Linked DNA regions of Anser cygnoides: region 2 is linked to region 1. Evidence: chromatin contacts called from public Hi-C data. All regions are on one chromosome and are shown on one strand. The core of a region is the stretch at or near the end of the contact, and the rest is flanking DNA. Distances in the headings are between cores, read along the strand shown. Region 1 holds the start of PDK4 (pyruvate dehydrogenase kinase 4). Region 2 holds the start of SLC25A13 (solute carrier family 25 member 13).

Region 1 (5,852 bases), core at 2,283-4,782:
GCTCCTGGCGGCCGATAGAAAGACGAGAACAGGAAGATATGACCCTTGTTTGCGGGGCTATTTCTGACTTTTTTTTCCACCCGGTGGAACGCATAAATATTTAGAACACAAACGTGTCGCCGGATTAAAGTATCAATCCCATCGCGTAAGTGCGGGGGGGGGGGGGAGCCCTGTGCCCGCAGTGCTGCTGGAAATTTCGCGGAGTGCTGAGGTACAACTCACACCCTTCAGTCACCAGACCATTGCTTCCATTTACATTCAAAACTTCCTAGTGGTACTGTTAGTTTCCACCCTGACATACCGCTCACGCTGGGTCATTGTTTACCCTTACTTAAAAATGCTGACCTAGAAGCCGTCTCTGTCCCTAGAAGATGTGGGGAGGTTCCTCTGGTTCCCTAAGGGGAAGAACTTCAGAACTTCAGCGTTGCCTGCTGACCCGTTTGGCCAACCAGCCCTCCTAACCACTGGCCCATTGCAGCCAAATCTGAACAGATAATTGCCTTCCCACTAACTGTGCAAACTGGCAGAGGGTTTAGGGAGGAGGGATTCACATTTTGGTCCACATTGAGGAAAAGGCAGGAGAAACTCATCCAAAGCTCGTTCTGCTAAAGAGCAGCAACCCCGCCAGCTGTCATCACACATATCCTGGCTGGTCAGGAGAGGTGTCACGCCAGAACAGCACGTTGTGCTTCTAGCACTCGTTGGCAGCTGGGTTAGGGAGAAGAGCCTTAAATTTGTGTCACCCCAGAAGAAAAGGTAAGGTAAAAACAGCCAAGAGACCTTCTATCAGACACCAGCAGCACAGCCACTTGTCACGTATCCTGGCTTGCCAGGAACACTGCTCTGACCTAAGTGCAGCACGTTGTGTCTCCGGCACCCGGATGGCATACGGAAAATAGAGGAGGGACACAGCTGATTGCAATGGATGGCATTTAGGGGACAAATGGACAGGAATCCACACGTCAATCATTTGACTGGTCTGGACCTCACTGTTGTGCTAAAAAAGCAGTGTTCACATAGCTCCATTTCCTTTAGGATAGTCAGCAAAACTGGCTAGGCTGTGACTGAGTGACGGAGAGCATTATTATTGCCTTTCAAAACACGCCCCAGGGCAGTTCAGAAGAAGAGAAACAAAATATTAAAATAGCAGAAATTAGACCATATCCAATGAATGCTGCAGTTAGAATCTGACACTGTTCCTCACTAGCAAAATGCTGTTCCCTGACACCAGCACTTATAGCTGTCATGTGCACAGGGGCTTCATGAGGAGAGGGAAATGGTGGTTTAGGGAGGAAAGAAAGTGAGAACAAACAGTACTTTAGCTGGGACAGATGGCAGAGTTATTTGAACTGGTTCAACTTTCACAGCCTAGTCTTCTTGACATGCAGCTTGGCTGACAATGAATCCCCATACAGTGTTATCTTCACACATAAAAATTAGCTTTCTTGGCCAATACTCAAGCAATTGTGTCCCGAATGTATTATTTCTGTTTACATGAGTGAAAAGTTGTATTGCTCAGAAGCTACTGCAACGTATGACCTATCATATACAGTGAGAAGCAAATTTGCATTATGAAGGAGACACACTTCTTCCAGAGTAATAAAGCTCTGTTAGTTGTTGGGCTGCTGGTATATAACATTCTTGTAGAAGTTTGTTTTGTTTTGAAAAGCTTCCAAGTTTTGAGTTACTGGAGCCTTGCCCTTTCACTAATTGAGGAAGGCAACGTTTCCTATATTTCCTGCAACTACAGTTGTACTGTTTGTTACGAGCTAAACTGAGCATGCAAGATTTTTGTTCATCCCTTATGACATTTAACTACCAGAAAAACTATGAGAATTATTCTGAGAATAATTATTATGAGAATATTTAGAATTATTTCTAATAAACGTTCTTCTATTCAGAATAGAGAGCGTAGTAAGTCTACTCAAAAGGTAATTCAAGTTTCTTATACTAACCAGGGTCACCAGCCAGTAAATTAAAATAAAGTATCTCAATAGGAACAGAAGCAGTGACCTTATAAATTAGAATAACTACCTAGTGTAGAGGATTTTCTTAACTTAGATTTTATTGCAAAATGTTAATCCTGAGATTCTTGCTTTGCCTTCATTAGTAGCTTTAGGAAAAACCTAAAGCAAAAAAAGGGCTGTCATACCCATGCTCCATAATTAAAACAACTTTGTGGGATATTTTCACTTCAAGAGTCATCTGGAACTTGCAGGCAAGCAAAGTTAAAGCAGTCAAAAGCAAACCCCATCATCCTTTCCCAGATTTTCAACTTCAGGCAAACACAAGAAAAATCAGAAAGGTTATGTTTGCTATCATTAGGTGTCTTTATTTTGCTTTATTTCACATTTCATATGCCAACATTCTACCTCTGTGGTAAAACCTGATCTACCTGTTGGAAAAATAACAGAGCAATTACCCTATGGGGAGCAATAAAATAATAAACCAGCGAGTACTAGGGAAGTAGAACACTAGGCAGGGATAATAGATGTAATGACTAGGAAGACAAAAACGAGATAAAGCTTCAAAAACATATCCAGTGATAAGCTAAAGTGTTTTCCACTGCATATTAAAGTATGTGGATTTCTTTTTAGGAATGTGTCTTGCTTCCCATGAAAAAGCATACATATTTGTGTATATGTATACAAACATGCATACAGCACTGTCTATAAACATATATATTACAATCGGACTGGTAAGTTATATGTGTGTATTAGAGCTAGATTATTTTGTATTGTTGTTTTATCGTTACATGGTCCTGCTGTTAATGATAGAGATTCGGGATGTCAGGAACTCCTCTGCTGAAAGTTACGCTATGCAAACTCTGTCTTTGGTGACGTAGACCCAACGGCCTGGGAAAATCCCAGGCAATGCTGGACTTCCAGGTTCTCTTTCCACTAAAGAGGAAAGTTGTTGAGACTTTTCCCAGCTCATCTGTGACCCTGGAAGATAAACTAATAGTGAGAGAGTGGTTCAGCCGATCAATTATTAGGTCAGCTCTAGAAAGAGTAAATAAGGGTCACTTGGCGATTTGCAGCCAGTGCATCACCAAAGCAGCTGTCTGCAGGTATTTGGTCACTGCTAACCCAGGTCATGGCGATGACCTACATGTCAAACTGTGTGCTTAGGATCTACTTTTGCTCCCTTCGTGCTTCAGTGTACTCTCCACACAGAGCCGGGACTTTTAACACCCGCAGTACCCCCTGCATTTAGAGCACCGAAGGAGCCTGCACACCTCCCGGTGGCTCCCCGTTTGGTTATCCCCTCCACCAGCGTGCCCTCAGGGCCGGCAGCAGGGCAGCACCCCCCGGCCCGCCGCCCCTCGGGGGCCTCCCGGAGCCTCCCCGGCCGTGCCCCGGCCCCACACACCCAAGGTCAGCGGCCGGGGCTCGGTGCCAGGGGCCGAGGGAGCTCCGCCAGCGGCCGTCACGAGCCGCCCGTGAGGGGATGTCCCGTCATGGGCAGCGGGGCCGGGCCTGCCGGAGCCCCGCCCGCCGCGGGCTCTACTTAGGGGCGGCGCTGCAGCCGCTCGCCACAGGGCAGCTACAGCCCGACCGATCCCAACCGAGCGATCCCAACCGATCCCCAGCGATCCCGAGCGACCCCTCGCAGCGATGAAGGCGGCCCGCATCGCCCTGCGCAGCGCGGCCCCCCTGGCAGGGGCGGCCGGAGGCAGCGCCAGCCGAGGCAGCGCCAGCCGGCTGCCGCGGGAGGTGGAGCAGTTCTCCCGCTTCTCCCCCTCGCCGCTCTCCATCAAGCAGCTGCTGGACTTCGGTGAGAGCCCCGGAGCCGCTCCGAGCTCGCCCTGGGGCCGGGGGGGTGGGTGGCTGGGTGGCCGGGCGGGTGGCAGCGGTGGCGGGGGTGGGGGGAGGCGCCGCCACCCCTCTCCTCAGGCGCCCTCCGAGGGCTCCGCGCCGGTTGCCAGGCGATGCCGGCCCGCGTCAGCGCCGGAGCTGGGCTGCGGCTCTCTTCTGGGGCCCTTAATGGGATTTGGGGGCGGGGGGACAACAGCAGCGAGGTCGGCTGATGGATGTTTTCGTGCCGAGCGGCACGCGTTGTCCGGGAGGAGGCGTGCGGCTTGTCCCGGCCGAGCGAACAGCCTGTACCCGGCTCCCGTTTCCCTGCTGGCAGCCGCCGAGCCCGCTCTCACGCGGCGCTGTCCTGAAGGAGCCCGTGTTTACAGGGCTGCAGCGGCTCTCCCGGAGGATTACGAAGTCCCCCTGTCAAAACGGGAAACCTACAAACATGCCTCCCGGGGATGGGCGGTGTCCTGCTGTGCTGCAAACCCACACGCAGGAGATCTGGCTAGTAGTAGCATGATGATTGCAAAGGATTGTAGTCCTCAAGTCTGCAGAAAGACAACAATTTATACTTGTGATTTCTTTTTTTCCCCCAACACAAAACATTTTATTTGGTTGGATTTGTTTTGTAGGCTCAACTAATGGATGCGAGAGAACTTCTTTTGCCTTTCTGAGACAAGAACTTCCCGTGAGGTTTGCAAACATACTGAGGGAAATCGATCTTCTCCCCGACAAATTGCTAAGCACGCCATCAGTGCAGTTAGTAAAAAGCTGGTAAGTAAGAACTGCTTGAATTGGGCCCGTAGAATAACACAGCTCCAACAACTTTGTTGTCATAGACTATTTTGAATAACAGACGACAGTAACAAAATAAACTAGAAATGCAGTTCATTCATCAAAGCTTAATTGCAAGCTGTTCTACACTTGAGTAGCATGCTAAAATTAAATTGAAAACCCAATATGGTCATGTTGTTGTTTTTAAAACATCTCTTAACTTAACAGTTTAAAGCTTGCTGTTAGAACAAACTTCTTTCCACTTTTTAAGAAGTGAGAAGACAGTGCTCTATTCTCACATAACATGCACAGACCCTCAGAGTTACATGGAAATGGAAGAGCTGGCTATATTCTTGTTTGGGTCTCTCACTGATGGAATTGCTAGCAGAACTTCTGTAGCAAATTGCCTTGGCCGATGCAGCTTAGAATTCAGTTAACGTTCACTTTGTGGTTGACAGAGTGATTGGATCTGATTTAACCTTGCTCTACTGGCACAACTGCAGCACTTGCAAAGAAGGCTGACGCAAAGGGCAAAAGCAGTAGAGTAAGATCCAGAAACGTTCTTAATCTGGCAAACTACAGTTGTGCCTTTACAATATGCGTCAAGGCTGTCAGACATCAGCAAAGAGGCTCAAGTGCTTAGCTTGTGACAAAGCTGATTAGACTTGGAAAACTTTTGCTCAGGTGGCTTCCATTATTACTTATTATTTGGATCTTCTTTTGGAATGCCCCTCTTCTCTAAAACTGTAAGAGGAGCCAATGTTAAAGTGATGTTTTAAATTCTTGTCTGGGTGGCAGGCATGAGAAGACTTGCATGACTTCTACAGTTCAGGCAGAAGTGACTGTGTTTCCATGCTTAGATGGAACTTTGATACTTCAGATATTTTGGACTCTTAGCTGACTTGTTGAGAGTAATAAGTTGGACAATAAGTATCTTTTCTGTTCCTAGACTAATGAAATATCCTATTCATTTGATTTTATTTTTTAATAGGTACATCCAGAGTCTAATGGAGCTGGTTGAGTTCCATCAAAAAAGCCCAGATGACCAGAAAGTATTATCTGAGTAAGTTATACATTTGTTTCATTGAGCTTTCAATCATATACTCTACTTTTCATATGATCACTTCAGAATGATCACTGTTCTGAACTGAATTTGGTAACTTAATATGAATTGCTGAGCATCTCACAAACAATATGTTGAGCAATACTGCACATAAATGACCTTCGGCAGCTTGGTTTTAAGGGTGTAGTGCCTCCTGAACTGTCATGACAAAG
Region 2 (5,885 bases), core at 2,406-4,905, 330 kb before region 1:
AAGAAACTAAAAACAGGAGGGAAGAAAACCCACAACCAAATAACAACAACAAAAAAATCAAACCCTTAACCTAAGGAAGGAGATGCTGCTTCATGTCCTAGAGGCTTCACTGAAAGAAAGGAATCCGTAAGGATTTTTAAGAACTATTCAGGCAAAATCTGCTCAGGAAAACCTTGAATCAATTGTGCCCATTTCTTTTGAAAGCTTAGGTCTTTGCCACGAGGAATGAGGCCATTTGATTATTTCTAGTAGAAGCTGTACTTACAGGAAGACATACTCGGTGCAAGTTTTGTGGTAAGTTAATATGCACCATACTATTCGTGCTACTGTATGTATAATATAACACAAAAGAAGCCATCTGGAAGAAAATTACTATGTTGTGGGACAGACAGAAGGTATACTGAGGAAAACAGCTTAGTAATAGTCTTGAGGGTCTTCGGTCAGTCTTTGCTTTACCTTGGTTTTTCACTGAGGTACTTGGTGCACTCAGATTTTTCCAGATCAGATTTTCCCACATCCAGTTATTTCCAGATCTTCACAGAACCAATAAGAGACTTTCTTGCCTTTAGGATACATACTGCAATGCCTATAGCTTAGGCATCTAGTTGCCATCGCAAAATTCAGGACATTGCAAGGGACATCATAGAAAGAATAATGAATGTCAGAGTAAGCTGCAAAACAGCTAGCAGTCTGAGCTCTGCTTTATAATCAATAAAAAATGCGGATCGTATGGCGTATACTTAGATCAGTCCTTTATGAAGACTAAAAAAAACCCCTATGAGTACCAGGCTGTCAGTCTCTGCAGGGTGATCTTCAATAAACTCAGCAAAATCCTATGTGCCAAGTAAGATACATTTGCCCTGTTACATAATAACCTACTACACACCAAAAAGCGAATCAGCTCTCATTCTCTTCTACAAGTAAACAACCAAAGCCTAATTTTTCAGCTCATGGACAGAGGCCAGATACTAGGTTGTGACTTACTTTGGAAACAAGCTACAGATCTTCCTGCAGAACCTGTCCCCATACGTATAAACAAATTCAAGATATCCTATATCAGAAGAGGGCACAAGAAGGACCATAACTCTGGGTTGTGTCCTGTTGAAGAGAAGAGCCTGGGTGTGATCGTGTGCTGTGTCTTATAACTATTACAAGTAAGAACAGAAAAAGCCATTTATTCAGGAGACAGGAGACATGACCTCCTAACTTCTTCGAGAAATACTTATATATTTTGTGAAAACTGACTCAGAATTCTACCCTCATCACATCTTACCACACAGAATAATCATGCTTCTCTCTGATCCAGCTGATCTTGGATTCTCTTCCGTACAATGACACAGCTTCGCTAAAAAGAATGATAAATGTTCCTCCTCTATTCCCTAGAGCAGTCTATGGTTTTGTGGTTAAAACATACTGAAAGGAATATGAAACATGGGTCTGAATCTAACCTAAGTCAACGGAGGACTTTGAAAACAAGTTGCTTATGCAGCCAGAGAGAATGCTGTAATCTACCACAGCCATATCACATGCCATTTCAAAAGCGAACATTAGACTTCACTGCCTTTTATAGGAAGATAAAGAACTTGGGCCTGTGCATGTGCATTAGACGTGGACAGATACCTGCTGAAACCTTTATGCTGATTGCACTCAGGTTTTCATACAAGGTAGGCAATGACCTTCCAGCTTTGTCACGACCAAGACGCTGCTGAAGGCTTGCTCAGGACTTCAGGCACTCAGAGCTCTGAAAGACTGAGAAATGAAGTGCTAGAAGAGCTTGGGTGCTGTCACATTTAGGGAACAGTTGAAAGAGGCTTTCCAGAGTCACTGCTTTTTATTTACTTCTTTGACTATTACCGCCAGTCTACTTGAAACATATGCAGGTTGTTTGTGTTTTTCCTTGATAATGGGCTCAAGACCATGTGGCAGTATAATGTGAGAACTGTAGGAATTTTCTTAGCTGTCTCAGTTTTGAAAAAAACATTACATTGAAGCGTGTTTTCACAAAAATAAAGCTCAATAGGACAGATTTTCAGCCTTGCATCTAAATATCCTTGTTTCTGTATATTCACAGAATGTTATATTTGTATTCTAAGACAATTGTTATGCTATTTTTTTCTCTCTGTAATTTTTGCTTCCTTAGTGGCATTATTAAAATAATCTGAGATTGTTTTTGTTGCTTATAAATGGACTGCTATTATCTATTCATTTGTGACAAGGTGACAGTATTTATTCATCCAGTGGTTTGCAGATAGAAACTACATAATCTGTTCTTTGTGTTCACTTGAAAAGGTGTGGCTGGAGGAGGGCTCCAAGACTGCTGTGTCCTGACTGCTGTTTTCTAGGTCAGAGAGAACTAGGAAGAAGGGAAAGGCTGGGCTTTCTCAGAGAGAGCTGTGCACATGCAGCAGGAACAAGGATGCAGGACAGGCAGAAGAGGGAGAGAATCCAGCAAGTGGGAGGGTTTGACAACAAGCAGAAACTGGAAGACTGTTGAGAAGTAAAGGAGGTACGCTGTCAGGTCTCACAGGTGATGGAAGAAACTTCTCAGGTACACAGAAGACTGTAACATTTGCTGAAAATCAAAAAGTCATTAATTTACGGAAAACAGATGAAGTAAAAGAGCCATCCTCCAAAGATATATAGAGGGGAAGGGCAGATGAGTTTATGAGTCCCTTTCATTTCTCTGTTGTCTCACTTTAAGACAATTGACGACAATCAATTCAAGGGTTAATTGCTCTGGTTTATATGATGTTAGTTTCATGCATGTGTCAAGTTCTCTGCCTGCACTACCCACCTGCGGCCAGCCTAAAATTTCCCCAGGAGCCAGAGGCCACGAAGCCAGTGAGAACAGGCATCGGCAGGGCCAGCGATCGCCCTCATGGCGGCTGGGGCCGGCGTGCCAAATGGTGTGCTGCCAAACGGTGTGCAGCCAAACCCGGCCCGGCAGGCTGGCTGTAGGCAGCGTGCAGGCCGTCTGCGAGGCCGAGCATGCCGTGCCTGTGGTCGTTCTGGGCACAGCCGCTGATTCTCACTGGGGTGCTTGCACGTCACGTCCAGAGCCAGGCACTAAAACCGTATCAGCGAAATTCTTGCATGTCACGTCCAGAGCTAGGCTCTAAAACTGTATCGATGAAATTCTGTTGGTTCTCTCGCTCTCAGGACACCTCTGACTAAAGTCTTGGGATACGGCAGCTGAGTTAAACATCCTTCAAACAGCAGCCTGTCTGACTCATGGGCAGGGAAAGCTCGGGACAGGAGAGCGGGGCTGTCGAGAGGAGCCGTGCCAACATGGTTGCCACAGCGCTGCGCGCTGGGACGGCATCCTTCAGCCGCTCGTCCTGGCGTCCTCCCTCCGAGCACAGCCGAAAAATGCCCCGGGACTAAAAGCTGGGGTCGGTAACGGACCAAAAAGTTATCGGGGCCTCTCTCTAGCAGCTGTCCGGGCCTCCCAGCCCCTTGGCAGCAGCGAGGAGCCAAATAAACGGGAAGCCGAAGGCGAAGCCTGCGCTCCCTACGAGGACGGCGGTGAGCCTGAGGCGGCCCCCGCGGGCCCCGCTCCCCGGGGCAGCCCCGGGCCGAGCCGGGCCGAGGCGTGCAGCCAATGGGCCGAGCGCCGTGCCTGGCAGAGCGCTGACGGCCGGCGCTGGCGGGCTGGTGCGCAGGCGGGGAAGCTGCCTGCCGCGGTCGGAAGGGAAGGAGGGAGGGGAGGGAAGGGAAGGAAGGGGGTGGCTGCGCCGGGCACAGCATGGCTGCCAAGGTAAGGCACCGCGGGCGGGCGGGCTGGGCGGCGGGGAAGGGGCTGCGGAGGGAGCCCGCCGGCCGCCGCCTCGGCACCGGCCTCGGCGGAGCGCGGCGCCGGCAAGGGCAGAGGGGAAGGAGGGGAGCGGGGGAGGCCGCCGGGCGCCCGGCTCCAGGCCTGCGGCGGGACGGGGATGGCGGCGGGGGCGGCCCCGAGCGGTTCCGCGGCCCCGCAGGGCGCCCAGGGAGCCGCGGCGGGGCCCGGTCGCTTCCCGGCCCGGTGCTGCCCGCGCTGAGGCCTCCGCGCAGCGGCAGCCCCCGCTCGCCTCCTGTGCCCTTCAGCTGTGCCGGGAGCCGGCCCCTCCTCGCTGCCGCGCGCGGTCCGCCGCCGGTTCCGCTTCTCCCTCTTGCACCGGGCGGCCGCTTACCTTCGCGGTGGGCCCTCGTGCCGCTCCAGGAGAATAAATACCCGAAATGTTTTAATCGGGTCTTTAATAACACGCTTCCACCCCCCCCCCCCCCCCCAAAAGGCAGTTAGCTAGCAGCTAATGGGTGAAGGCCGCGTTGAAAGTAGGTACTCTAATGGCAGATTTAGCTGTGGCACTGCTGTTTCGCTAGGCCTGACTTACATAAAACACCATGTAGCCAATACATCTGGTTTTGAATACAGAGACGTTTAAAAAAAAAAAACAAACAGCAGCTCTCGTCCTGCTCTTGTTGAAGCCAGTGATGACACTTAAATTGAAGAAACATCAAAAAGTAAGGCTTGCAGCGGCAGAGCCAAGCAAACACATGCATGCTCAGACACTGGCTGGAGATCCACGCTCCGGGTCCCATTCAGTAAGTCCGTGACAGAGCTGCTCCGGGCGACATCCAGCTCTCTGAGAACTTGGCTTGTCTGAAATACATCCTACTTTAGGGGGTTGGACAGTACACGATTCCTCTTTGCCATGGTATATGAAATACTCACCCCCCAACCTAATGTTTGTTATTAGAGAATCTTAGCAGTCCTATCATGCTTTTTTTATTATTATTATTAGTTGCCCGCTGGTCCATGTGCACAGCGTATCAGTTCCATCATGAAACTCTTGCTGTAAAAACACTTGAGTCTTCAGTTCACTCAATTTATGAAACATCTGCGGTTTTTTTCCTACATCATCTTTTCCTCTCTACAAAGCAGTTCGTAATCTGCAATCCAAATGAACCTATACTACTCAAATATGTTTTTAAAATGCTGTATACATAGCTAGTGTTTGTCTAATGAGGTACCCCATGCCACACGTTTGCATGGTGGCCTTTTACTTTGGTTTATCATAGAGGCCAGATCGCCAAAATCTTTCCAACAGCGTACTGGAAAGGCTAAATGCTTAGGGAGGAACTGGGCTGAATATGGTACGTTTCAGATTACGTCCAGCTTGGCAAAGAGACACCTAATAAAACAAACACTCGGTTGTTACTAGCGTCATAAAGTTCCTTGGTGCATTGCAAGACAGAGATACAGCACTTTGTACTGAAGGTTTTACAGCCCTCAGGTAGCTTCGGAGGAAAGCTTCTACGTGTGGTCTTGAATGACCTATGTTAAAAAAAAAAAAGCAACACATGGTAGAACTGGGAGCAGCCAGAATGGATTAATTATTAAGTTACCTTGGGAGACTTGAAGGGTTTTTATCTTTTTGAGGTGAAATGGTTGCTGTTAAACTGTTAAACACAGGTGACTTTCTATTTTTATTGTAGTCAGCGACAAAATGTAAGTAGCGTTTTGTACTCTAACGGTAACGTCTGAGCTCAGGTTCTGCAAGCACGCACATGAATAACTTTGCCACACAAACAGCTTCTGGGCCTGAAGTTATTCACATGTGCTTGCAGGCATGGGCCTTGATTTGTGTTCTAACTTCCTCACTGATGCATCTCAGTAATGTTTGCCTTTTTCACCTCAGCCAAACAATGGACTGGTGAGTTGAATGATTTTTCTAAAATTCCTTTGGTACCTTTTCCTTGCCAGTATCCTGCATGACCGCTTCCTTTAATTTTTTAATTATACCATCTTAGGCATACGAGGCTTTGAAACTGAATGTAATTGTTCTTCACTTGCAAAATGCCACTGTTGACATTTTAAGTGGACTCTAGGAATTCGGTCTGTCAGGAGG

Evidence for each region. A called contact is a pair of places that touch in the nucleus more often than the background predicts.
Region 2: a contact with region 1 is called in a Hi-C map of liver, with 4 times the contacts expected there. The contact joins the promoter of SLC25A13 here to the promoter of PDK4 in region 1. A contact is called at or near these places in 2 of 7 Hi-C or Micro-C datasets (both in liver).

What each region holds. Positions count from the first base shown.
Region 1 is chr2:26,648,763-26,654,614 of Taihu_goose_T2T_genome, reverse strand. It overlaps PDK4 (pyruvate dehydrogenase kinase 4), which reads left to right and starts at 3,532. Exons shown (of 11, transcript XM_013183478.3): 1 at 3,532-3,777; 2 at 4,436-4,577; 3 at 5,569-5,640. The coding sequence starts at 3,618.
Region 2 is chr2:26,976,365-26,982,249 of Taihu_goose_T2T_genome, reverse strand. SLC25A13 (solute carrier family 25 member 13) reads left to right here and starts at 3,655. Exons shown (of 18, transcript XM_066991743.1): 1 at 3,655-3,757. The coding sequence starts at 3,746.